Regions from separate parts of the Capra hircus genome. Here region 1 is linked to region 2. The links are chromatin contacts, called in public Hi-C maps. All regions are on one chromosome and are shown on one strand. The core of a region is the stretch at or near the end of the contact, and the rest is flanking DNA. Distances in the headings are between cores, read along the strand shown.

The links. A called contact is a pair of places that touch in the nucleus more often than the background predicts.
Region 1: a Hi-C map of blood shows a contact between it and region 2, with 7 times the contacts expected there. The contact joins two enhancer-like sites. A contact is called at or near these places in 3 of 5 Hi-C or Micro-C datasets (blood and liver).

The regions. Positions count from the first base shown.
Region 1 is chr1:821,058-827,003 of ARS1.2, reverse strand. No RefSeq gene overlaps it. Among named protein-coding and RNA genes, the nearest start is that of IFNAR2, 32 kb to the right of the region's middle. Within about 2 kb of position 2,038, at least 2 of the 5 cell types and tissues checked have an H3K27ac peak or open chromatin away from gene starts, as enhancers often do.
Region 2 is chr1:629,317-636,066 of ARS1.2, reverse strand. IFNAR1 (interferon alpha/beta receptor 1) reads left to right here. Exons shown (of 11, transcript XM_018046572.1): 6 at 380-494; 7 at 3,587-3,786; 8 at 3,893-4,050; 9 at 6,350-6,500. Among named protein-coding and RNA genes, the nearest start is that of IFNAR1, 20 kb to the left of the region's middle. Within about 2 kb of position 4,601, at least 1 of the 5 cell types and tissues checked has an H3K27ac peak or open chromatin away from gene starts, as enhancers often do.

The DNA.
Region 1 (5,946 bases), core at 789-3,288, 190 kb before region 2:
GTCTACGTATCAGACAGGGTCATGGAGGCTGAGCCTGGACAGGTTCTGGGCTTTCACCCTCTGTTTTCTTATTTGCTCTCTGAACAACAGAAGATAACTCTCACTTTGCAGAAATAATCTACAACAGCCAAGTGACCACCCATGCTTGGAACAGAGGCTGCCAACCGTTTCCATTTCATGGAGTCTGGTCACTATTCGCTTATTTTAAAATTATTAATTGGACACCTACCACGTGATACCAGTCTAGGGGCTGATCTTTCCATTCTCTTGGTAGCTTTCGGGAACACAATTTGCTTGGGTTGCCCTCTGTTTTGTAGCCATGGAAGGGATGGAGACTTTCACCCTCTAACTGTGATGTACCTGACTTAGACTCCAGACTTGCTGTCTCATTTGTACAACTTGTCCACGATAAGGAGGGTGAGGTCACTAGAATGAATCTGACTTACAAGGAATGTGTGTTGAACAATCACAAACCATGGCCAGACAGTGATTTCCTGCATAGTAGAGAGTACTTGCTTGAGGACTATTTCTAGGAGCACTACCTAGGTTAAAGATTTGCAGTTTCATAAAGGAAGTACTAGAAAAAGATTTTGTGTGATTACAAACTGATCTTTAATGGACACCCCAAACGGCCACATCTTCCGTAAGGGGTTGGTGCATAGTCTTTCCCTCCAACTCCATCCTCCCGAGCCTGCCCAGGCCACCCAGCCCCTCCCCCAGGGCCTCCCCACCCCTTCCTCCACAGCCAGCACGATAGGAAACCCCCATCCCCAGCTGCTGAATTTTTAATAGCACACCTACTCATTTTTTGGGCTGCAAAATCACTGCAGATAGTGACTGCAGCCATGAAATTAAAAGACGCTTACTCCTTGGAAGGAAAGTTGTGACCAACATAGACAGCATATTAAAAAGCAGAGACATTACTTTGTCAATAAAGGTCCGTCTAGTCAAGGCTATGGTTTTTCCAGTAGTCATGTATGGATGTGAGAGTTGGACTATAAAGAAAGCTGAGCACAGAAGAATTGATGCTTTTGAACTGTGGTGTTGGAGAAGACTCTTGAGAATCCCTTGGACTGCAAGGAGATCCAATCAGTCCATCCTAAAGGAAATCAGTCCTGGGTGTTCATTGGAAGTACTGATGTTGAAGCTAAAACTCCAAAATTTTGGCCACCTCATTCAAAGAGCTGACTCATTTGAAAAGACCCTGATGCTGGGAAAGATTGAGGGCAGGAGGAGAAGGGGACGACAGATGATGAGATGGCTGGATGGCATCACTGACTCAATGGACGTGAGTTTGGGTGGACTCCGGGAGTTGGTGATGGACAGGGAGACCTGGCGTGCTGCAATTCATGGAGCCACAAAGAGTCAGACACGACTGAGTGACTGAACTGAACTGAACTGAACTTCCAGGTGAAGGAATCTGTAAAGAATTCGATGCTGCTGCTGCTGCTGCTAAGTCGCTTCAGTCACGTCCGACTCTGTGCGACCCCATAGACGGCAGCCCACCAGGCTCCGCCGTCCCTGGGATTCTCCAGGCAAGAACACTGGAGTAGGTTGCCATTTCCTTCTCCAATGCATGAAAGTGAAAAGTGAAAGTGAAGTCACTCAGTCTGACCGACCCTCAGCGACCCCATGGACTGAAACCTACCAGGCTCCTCCATCCATGGGACTTTCCAGGCAGGAGCACTGGAGTGAGTTGCCATTGCTTTCTCCAAAGAATTGGATGAGGATTCTATATTCTTGATTCTATAAAGGATGCTGAAAAGAAGCATCTAAATACTTGGTTCTTAATTCTATGGTGTCCAAACATGAAATGCATTGTTTTCAGGGCATTTGGTGTTTAACACAGAGAGGGAGCCCTTCCCTAGCTTAAAGGATGCTACAGACACCAACAAGATGGCCACTTAGCCAGCCAGACTGCACAGACGGCGGGCCACAGACTGGGCGGTCTCAACAACAGACATCTATTTGCTCCGTTCCGAAGGCCAGAAGTCTGAAGTTAAGGTGTTGGCAGGGTTGGTTTCCCCTGAGGCCTGTCTCCGTGGCTTGTAGATGACTGTCTACTCCCTGAGTCCTCACGGGGGCTTCCCTGTGCGTGTCCTAACTTCCTCCTATCACGGCACCAGTTGTATTGGATTAGGGCCCAGTCTACTGACTTCATTTTCTCTTAATCACCTCTTCAGAGGCCCTGTTTCTAAACACAGTCACATTCTGACGTCCTAGGGGTTCGGACTTTGACATATGAATTTGGAGCGGGGTGGAGTGGGGTGGGGGGAGGGATACAGTTCAGCCCATAACAGCTAGCCACTCCGCTTTCAGTTTTGTTATTGCCGGGAGAAATATCAATAGCCTCAGATATACAGATGATACCACCCTTATGGCAGAAAGTGAAGAGGAACTAAAAAGCCTCTTGATGAAAGTGAAAGAGGAGAGTGAAAAAGTTGGCTTAAAGCTCAACATTCAGAAAATGAAGTTCATGGCATCTGGTCCCATCACTTCATGGGAAATAGATGGGGAAACAGTGGAAACAGTGTCAGACTTTGTTTTTTTGGGCTCCAAAATCACTGAAGATGGTGATTGCAGCCATGAAATTAAAAGACGCTTACTCCTTGGAAGAAAAGTTGTGACCAATCTAGATAACATATTAAAAACCAGAGACATTACTTTGCCAACTAAGGTCCATCTAGTCAAGGCTATGGTTTTTCCAGTGGTCATGTATGGATGTGAGAGTTGGACTGTGAAGAAGGCTGAGCACCAAAGAATTGATGCTTTTGAACTGTGGTGTTGGAGAAGACTCTTGAGAGTCCCTTGGACTGCAAGGAGAGCCAACCAGTCCATTTTGAAGGAGATCAGCCCTGGGTTTTCTTTGGAAGGAATGATGCTAAAGCTGAAGCTCCAGTACTTTGGCCACCTCATGCGAAGAGTTGACTCATTGGAAAAGACTCTGATGCTGAGAGGGATTGGAGGCAGGAGGAGAAGGGGACAACAGAGGATGAGATGGCTGGATGGCATCACAGACTCGATGGATGTGAGTCTGAGTGAACTCTGGTAGATGGTGATGGATAGGGAGGCCCGGCGTCCTGTGATTCATGGGGTTGCAAAGAGTCGGACATGACTGAGTGACTGAACTGAACTGAAAAATACTTTTAATATTTTAATACATTATTAAACTATATCTCTTTATACATTACATATGTATTACATATGGATGCACGCTAAGTCACTTTAGTTGTGTCTGACTCTGTTTGACCCCATGGACTGTAGCCCACCAGCCTCCCCTGTCATGGGGTTTCCCAGGCAAGAATACTGCCGTGGGATGCCATGCCCTTCTCCAGAGGATCTTCCCAACACAGAGATCAAACCCACATCCCCTGCACCTCCTCCATTACAGGCAGATTCTTCACTGCTGAGCCACCAGGGAAGACCGTATGTTATATATATTACATATTACATATTCATTTTGTTTGTATGACGTATGCATGCGTACATGCTAAGTCGCTTCAGTTGACTCGGTGTGACTATCGACCGCAGCCTGCCAGGCTCCTCTGTCCATGGGATTCTTAAGCCAAGAATACAAGCAGGTTGCCGTGCCCTCCTCCAGGGATTCTCCCTGACCCAGGGATCGAGCCTGCATCTATTCAGCCTACTTCATTTGCAGGTGGGTTTTTACCATTAAGGCCACCTGGGAAGCACACATAATATATATTAAAAATAAATATGTGCATTAAAATTTTCATTGCTCTCTAGAAATTAAATCACCTATGTTGTTTTTACTCCCATAATGATGAACCTGTGGTTCAAAGGTCTTCACCCCACCGCCATATTGGCAAGCATCAATGGTGCACTCAAATTAATAGAAAGCCCAGACCCAGTCACTCTTAGGAAAGCCACGCAAGTTCCCATATCTAAAGATATGGAAGAAAGTTAGTAAGTTCAGGACACAAGCAGGGCAGCTGGCAGTCATCTGCAGAGGCCCAGTCAGGTTCCTGACTCACCAAATGGGGAGTTGCAGATGGTAAGGCCAGAGTGGTAAGCGCCGCTCTGGACATCCTCAAGCCCAGTCTCAGGGACTCTCTCCTCCCTCCCAATTCCCCCTTCCCCACCCCTGCTCCCCTCAAGGCTGGGAGAGTTCTGCTGCTTGGCTAGCCTGGGGTGACACAAGAAGCTTCACTGAGCCTGGGGTGGCCTCATTAATCCTGCAGTTAGACAATAGCAACCTGCCTACAATGGAGCACCCTTGCTCCCCAGGCGAATGGAGTCCTGTCCAATAACACACCCTTGGTTCAGAGCCTCTGAGAGGGAACAAGGGCAGGGGCAGGTGTCCTGGGCGGTCAGGCTAACTGGTCCCTAGGCCCACTTTGGGTCCCACCCTGCCACCTTAAACTGTGGTCTACACAGTCTAAAGAGTTAGCTTAAGGATGGCAAATGCCTCCAAAATCGTCTTCCTAAGCAATCAGTTCATTGCAGACAAATGTCATTAGAAAGATTCTGTATACATGGCTTTATGCCTCCATGTATCAGAGACTTTATGCAAAATACACCATTACCAGGGGCTTTCCTGGTGGCTCAGACAGTAAAGCATCTGCCTGCAATGAGGGAGACCTGGGTTCAATCCCTGGGTTGAGAAGATCCCCTGCAGAAGGAAATGGCAACCCACTCCAGTATTCTTGCCTGGAAAATCCTATGGATGGAGGAACGTGGTAGGCTACAGTCCATGGGGTCGCAAAGAGTCAGATATGACTGAGCAACTTCACTTTCACTTTCACTACTAATATCCCAAATACAACCTGAAAAGAACAATCCTCTGCTAAAAGTAGGCATGGTGCTCAGCTTTGCCTCTTTGTGACCCCATGGACTATATATAGCCCACCAGGCTCCTCTGTCCACATGATTTTTCAGACAAGAATACTAGAGTGGGTTGCCATTTCCTTCTCCAGGGGATCTTAGGATTCTTTGCTAAAAGTGTACTTGGTTTACCATAAGGTTACTTGTAATTTACCTCAGATGACCATTATATCTACTACTGTGGGCAGGAATCCCTCAGAAGAAATGGAGTAGCCATCATGGTCAACAAAAGAGTCTGAAATGCAGTACTTGGATGCAATCTCAAAAACGACAGAATGATCTCTGTTCGTCTCCAAGGCAAACCATTCAATATCACAGTTATCCAAGTCTATGCCCCAACCAGTAACACTAAAGAAACTGAAGTTGAACGGTTTTATAAAGACCTACAAGATCTTTTAGAAGTAACACCCAAAAAAGATGTCCTTTTCATTATAGGGGACTGGAATGCAAAAGTAGGAAGTCAAGAAACACCTGGAGTAACAGGCAAATTTGGCCTTGGAATGTGGAATGAAGCAGGGCAAAGACTAATAGAGTTTTCCAAGAAAATGCACTGGTCATAGAAAACACCCTCTTCCAACAACACAAGAGAAGACTCTACATATGGACATCACCAGATGGTCAGCACCGAAATCAGATTGATTATATTCTTTGCAGCCAAAGATGGAGAAGCTCTATACAGTCAACAAAAACAAGACTGGGAGCTGACTGTGGCTCAGATCATGAACTCCTTATTGCCAAATTCAGACTTAAATTGAAGAAAGTAGGGAAAACCGCTAGACCATTCAGGTATGACCTAAATCAAATCCCTTATGATTATACAGTGGAAGTGAGAAATAGATTTAAGGGCCTAGATCTGATAGATAGAGTGCTTGATGAACTATGGAATGAGGTTCGTGACATTGTACAGGAGACAGGAATCAAGACCATCCCCATGGAAAAGAAATGCAAAAAAGAAAAATGGCTGTCTGGGGAGGCCTTACAAATAGCTGTGAAAAGAAGAGAGGTGAAAAGCAAAGGACAAATGGAAAGATATAAGCATCTCAATGCAGAGTTCCAAAGAATAGCAAGAAGAGATAAGAAAGCCTTCCTCAGGGATCAAAG
Region 2 (6,750 bases), core at 3,352-5,851:
GATGGGAGAAGAGTTTGGGGGAGAATAAATACATGTGCATATATCTCTGAGTCCCTTCACTGTTCACCTGAAACTATCACAGCATTAAAGTTTAAAAATAATAATAATGAAGTCCTGTTGGATATATTTTAAACTTGCTTGCTTAACCCAATATATTGAGGTTCTCTTTTTATGTCAACACATATAGATCTGTCACATTCTTTTAAATGGCTGTATAGTATTACCTTGTGTGAATACCACCGTAATTTATTTAGCTATTACCGCATAATGATAAGGTGCAAGCCTTTTCTCTTCTTGCCCATGCTGGTAAGAATTCTTGCCATCTCTTCTCCCACTAGAGTAAATGTGTGTGCTTGCTTGTGCGTTCCTTGTCTTGTAGAGAGACATAAAGTGCCTTCACCAGAAAATGTGCAAATCAGTGTTGACAACCAGGCCTATGTTCTTAAGTGGGATTACCCATATGAAAGCACAACTTTTCAAGCTCAGTGGCTCCGGTGAGTTCTTTTCCATAAATGTCCTTTTGCAGCTTGTTTTTGCCCAGTGTGTTAGGTTTCTTTTCACTCTGCTTCAGCCACCTGTTGTTCTCTGCACACCTTCGGCCTGATGGAAGGTGGTTATGATGCACTGGAGCTGGGGTGTTTAATTCTAGTCCCAGCTCTGCCAGTAACCGTCTGGAGTGTCTGAGACCCAGTTACTTCTTTCAGCCTGTTTCTTCGCTTGTGAAATGGGTGTATTATAATATCTAGCGTTCTTAGTAATGTTAGTTGTTCAGTCATGCCCGATTCTTTGTGACCCCCATGGACTGTAGCCTGCCAGCCTCCTTTGTCCATGGAATTCTCCAGGCAAGAATACTGGGTTGGGTGGCCATTCCCTCCTCCAAGGGATCTTCCCAACCCAGGAAATGAGCCCACGTCTCCTGCATTGCAGACAGCTTCTTTACTGTCTAAGCCACCAGGACTTACTGGCTCACTGTTTTTAAGGTGTGATTCTAATTACATGTGTTGTTTCCTTGGTCTAGAATACTTGACAGATGACCAAGATATTTTCTTCAAAACCCACTCCTTCCATGAGTCCTTGAAATTATCTCAGTCCAGTCACTCCGTCAAGTTCAGTTCAACTCAGTCCTCCTCCTGTCTTGATTGTTGTGGTGGCTTTGGCAGATTCCTTAGTAATTAGTGGGAAACTAAGGAAGTTGGAGAGAACTGCTTTCTGTGCTTGAGTAGAGACCAGCCAAACATGAGCAAAGCCCAGCCCGACATGAGTGAGAGAGGACTGGGTGTAGTGTATACTGATTGGAAACTGGAGAGGAAAAACGGAGAGGGAGAAGAGACGAGGATAATCAAGTGGACGGTGAAGTGAGCTCTGGGGGAAAGGGGACCACAAAGAAAGAGTTACCAAGGGCAGAGGAATTGCATGACCAAAGGCAGTTGTAGGTCAGGTAGGGAAGAAAGAGTGAGAAGAAAGAGACTAGAACGACAGAGAAAAGATGAGGGAGAAGGGAAGTGGATACTGCTGCAGCTGATTCCTCTCCACCCTTCGGTGTTAGTTTTGAAGCAACAGCAGTCTGGATAATAAGTGCATTCTTGTGAGGAGCACAAACAGCAAAGGTTGCAGAGGAGAGTGCAGGGCCGGGGAGTCCGCAGAAGCCATTTCGAAGGAGAGGTTTCGTGAAGGAGGTTTTTCAGTGACGAGAGACAGCGTTCCAGGCTGGGGCTACACACACATGGGAAAGCTCGGATATGAAGAGACAAAATCAGATCAGGGTAACGAGGAGGTATCCATTTCCCTTTGCTCTGTAGTAAACTAGCACAAACGCAGCAGCTTAAAAAACACGGCTCATTATCTGTCAGTGACTTCGGGTCAGGAATTCACGTGTGGTTTAGCAGGGTCCTGTGCTTGGGGTCTCACAAGGCTGCAGTCAGGGTGTCAGCCGGGTCTGCTGTGTCATCCAGGCTGTCTCGTGGTGTCTCCTAAGCTCACGTGGTGGTTGGTAGAATCCATTTCTGGCAGCTATAGAACGCATGGTGGCGTGCTGCCTCAGAGGCCGTCAATAGAGACAATCTCTGCCCCCTAGACCCTCCTTTAAAGCCTCATCTGATCAGGTCAGGCCCAACCAGGATAGGCTTTCATGTGATAACTCAAAGTCCACTGGCTTGGGACCTTGATTTCATTTGTAAAATCCCTTCACCTTTCAAGTAATGTAACCTGATCGAGAGTTCATGGATTCTGCCTGCTCACACTCAGGGGGAGGGGATGGTGTCAGGCTCATGCACCAGAGGGTAGGAATCTTGGGGGCCAGTTGGAATTTCGCCTACAAGAAGGGGAAGGCCTGGTTCAAGAACAGCAGAACCCTGGGCCTGGCGAGCAGTGAGAGGGAGCCTTGAGTTAACAGGAAGGGGTGAAGTCAGGCTTCGCCTTAGACTCTGCTACAGGCATTCGGGGGCCATTGGGAGTCTGGTGTTGAGCGATAGGTAACATGAGGCCTATGTCCAAGGAGCGTGACAATGGCCACATGGTGTTTGGTGCAGGGGACTGAAGACAACGGAGCCCACTCGCAGGCTGCCGTGGTTCCGGGCTTGAACTGACAGGCTTGGAGCCGTTGGTCTCAGAGCAGTCCGTTAATCTATCCAGACGCGCTCTGACTGTTCAGACTCACTCTCAGAACCCTGGTATGTGTCTTAGCCCTGACCCATGGGTATGCTGGTACACGTCTAGCAGCTGGCCTTCCAGAAGAGAAAAGCTTTACTTTAGTGTTTGCTGGGTTTTATAACACAGTTAATCCTGCTGTGGAGAAGGCAATGGCACCCCACTCCAGTATCTTGCCTGGAAAATCCCATGAATGGAGGAGCCTGGTAGGCTGCAGTCCATGGGGTCGCTAAGAGTTGGGCACGACTGAGCGACTTCACTTTCACTTTTCACTTTCATGCATTGGAGAAGGCAATGGCAACCCACTCCAGTGTTCTTGCCTGGCGAATCCCAGGGACGGGGGAGCCTGGTGGGCTCCCGTCTATGGGGTCGCACAGAATTGGACACGACTGAAGCGGCTCAGCAGCAGCAGCAGCAACCCTACTGTGGCCACTTTCAGGCTCCCAGCAGCGTGTCTGTCCACTGGACCTGGAGTTGGGAAGAGGCACAGTAAGCCCTCCATCATATTCCACTGTTCAGACACTATAGATGTAAATAGCATTGAGCATAGATAAAATGTAGGGAAAACAGTTAGGAGAAGATGAGTTTTGCATTTTTTATCACTTTAGTTTTTAATACAACACATTTATTTGTAAGTTTATGTAACTTTTAACAGTGAGTGCATTTACCAGCTAGCTGGTAGCATTCCTGAAAATTTAGCAGTTGTTTTTGTGCACCAGCTTGAGCCAACCCTTCACACTACTTCTTTATCACACGCTTGAGCAAGGTCTTTGGTTTTCTTTTGTGAACACATCTTTTCCACTGTCCTGTGAGTTTCTCAAGAGTGAGGACCGTTTACCTCTGTAACTTTGGCCCCTAACAGAATGTCTGGCCTATTGCAGGTGCTCAGTACATGTTTACTGAACGTGTTTGGAATGAAAAATATCTTTTTGTCTTAAAGTGCCTTTTTAAAAAAGATTCCTGGGAATCATTCAAACAAATGGAAACAAATACCAAACTGTGAAAATGTCACAGCTACCCACTGTGTCTTTCCTCGAGATATTTTCTCAAGGGGAATTTACTATGTCCGTGTACGAGCATCTAATGGAAATGGTACCTCTTTTTGGTCTGAAGAGAAGGAATTTAATACGGAAGTGAAACGTAAGCCAATAGTTTTTGTTTTACTTTGTGATTCTCCAATTATGAATTCTTAGGATTGTTTTGTAGTCTAATTTGAATTTTGTGTCTTTACACATTTTTTTCCTAGCTATCATATTTCCTCCAGTCATCAGCATGAAATCCATTACTGATGATTCACTGCATGTCAGTGTCAGTGCTTCAGAAGAGTCTGAAAACATGTCTGTCAATCAGCTCTACCCACTAGTTTATGAAGTAATTTTTTGGGAAAACACTTCAAATGCTGAGGTAAAAAGACTGTGTAGTATAGGTTTATAACTTAGAGTTGTGACTATGATTTGGGTAAGCAAAGCTTGAAGTTAAAATTGCTGGGAAATTGTTATATGATTAACTCAGATATTTTCTATAGGAAGAAATGGGCGTTTCATGTTTTACTTGGTGAGAGTTACGGTCAGCTGCGTCTGGGCCTCCAGTTAGTTGCTGTTGGTTTGGGGGAATTTCTTGGCCTCGCCAAGTGGCATGCAGAAACTTAGTTCCCTGACCAGGGAAGGGAGCTCACCTGCCCTGCAGTGGAAGCACGAGGTCCTAGCCACTGGACCACCAGGAAAGTGGCCCCAGCTAGTTTCTAAGCTTCAGATCCTGAGTTCATTTGTACTCAGTTAGAACCTCTGAGGGTAGAGCTCAGGAGTTTTTATCATGATCCTCAGGGATTCATGAACCAGGGTTTCTCAACACTGCTGACATTTGGGTTGGACGGTTAGTTGCAGGAGCTGCCTTGTGCATTATAGGATGGCCAGTAAGGCCCCTCCCCACTGCTCACTAGGTGCTGGTAGCCCTCCCTCCCAGGTGTGACAACCCAGACTACCTCCCTGTAGTGCCAGACATTGGGGCACCTCCACGAGGACAAAGACTGGCTTTTAGGGGACAAAAGACTCTTAGCTGTGATCATGGTTTGTGGCCCTAAAATTCAGAAACCGCTGACAGGCTAATGCACATCAGATAGTCCACATTATTCCTGGGTCACTTTTCCCTGTGGAATTACTGTCAGGGAATCAGCCTTTAAAAACCTGCTACAGTTAAGTTGGTGAATTTTCAAACTTCATTTTCTGTTGAAAATCCAAGAAAAGTCCAGTGATTTGGATACTTTGATTTTAACTATCTGAAGACTCTGCACAGTTTAGCCCTGTTGAGTATTGTGGTTAGTTCTAAGTCCTCCCTAGATCTGGAAAACCTAAATTTGTGTCTCAGAGTACCAAATGGTGTAAGCTTAGGCAAGGTGCTTGACCACTGAAACTCATTTCCTCTTTTCTAAAGTGGCGGGAGTCATAGCAACTTAATTTTTTTTTGAACAGATGTTTTTAAGGTTTAAAAGGAGGTAGTGTTTATGGAAATACCTACTGCATTGCCTGACAAATAGAGATTCAATAACCTTTGTTTGCCATCCTATCTTATGCTGGGTAAGACATCAATAATTACAGTCATAATAACAGCTCATATTTATTGGATACTTATTGTGTATTGGGTGCCGGCGCTAAGTATTTTACATGAATTGTCTCAATTGGTCTTCCAAACAACCCTGCCAGACAGTTGGATCGATTAAATTACTCTTCAGAAAATACTTGGGATGGAGTATCCATTACTGCTTCGCTGATGCTGGGCCGTAGGCAGTGAAACGTGAGTGGATGTGGTATGACTGAGGCCTTAAGTGCACCTGTGGGGTTTGGCTTGGCTCTTGCGCTTCTCCCATTTGCCAAGAGGAAAGCAAGCTCCACGCGGTCTGTGGGCCAAGGCGGATGAGAGGCTGTAGAGCACACCTGAACGTGACCCACAGCCTCAGAGAGCTCCCCCAGCCAATCCGCTCACGATCTGCTCACGATCCGCTCAGAGCAACAAAAACAAACGTTCTGTATACATGTATATGCGTGGCTGAGTCCCTTTGCTGTCCACCTGAAACTCTCACAGCACTGTTAATTGGCTGTACCCCAATACAAAATAAAAAGTTTAATTCTTTTAAAAAAAAAGAAAAATGTGTTTTGAGCCACAGGCTGTTTCGTTACACAGCAGTGCAGTGTTACTTTGCTGTACTTGCTCTGTTTTGTTACACCACAGTAACAAAACAATAGCAATAGCTAGCTGACTAAGACAAATAGGAGTAGTAATTGTCCTCACTTTACAGATCTGGGAATAGGGCCCGGGGAAATTAAATAACTTGCCTAAGACTACATAGCTATAAGTAACATCTTGATACAGGCAGTTTGAGACCAGACCCCGCCCCCTGCACTTAATTGTTCTGCCACTAACCAGAGGTAACACGATGGTAATTCAGCCAAATCTGCATGTACTGATAAAATAACTTCGAGTTGTCTTAGGACTATATGGTATTCTTTTGGCAGGAGCATGTTTCACTTTTGAGTTTGGTAATGGTGTGTTGTCCAAAATAAATTAATATTTCTTAAAATATACCAACCGAGTGTTTGGGAGAGGCTAATCTTAGAATGAATATTTAAGGAATTCAGGAAACAGATATTCCCTCTATGATTTCTTGGGGTTCTAAATTTTATCAATGATTTACTTATTTTTTTTATAGAGAAAAGTTCTAGAGAAAAGAACCGATTTTACCTTTCCTAACTTGAAACCGCTGACTGTGTATTGTGTCAAAGCCAGAGCACTCATTGAAAATGACAGGCGGAATAAAGGGAGCAGTTTCAGTGATACTGTGTGTAAGAAAACAAAACCAGGTCAGGATCTTTTATTTTACTTTTTCTTTTTTAATGTCGCCAGATTTAACAAAAAATAACCAATTCATTGAAAACTGTAAAATATTTGTGTTTTACCACAAAAATATAGAGAATATTTTCTTAATGGACCATTTAAGTCAAAATCAGACCTTTACACTGACCTTCACAAAACTTCACACTGAGTTTTAGAAAATATTTTCAATACTCAACTTAGTTCAATGGTTTTTGCATGCTTTATATTTCATGCATA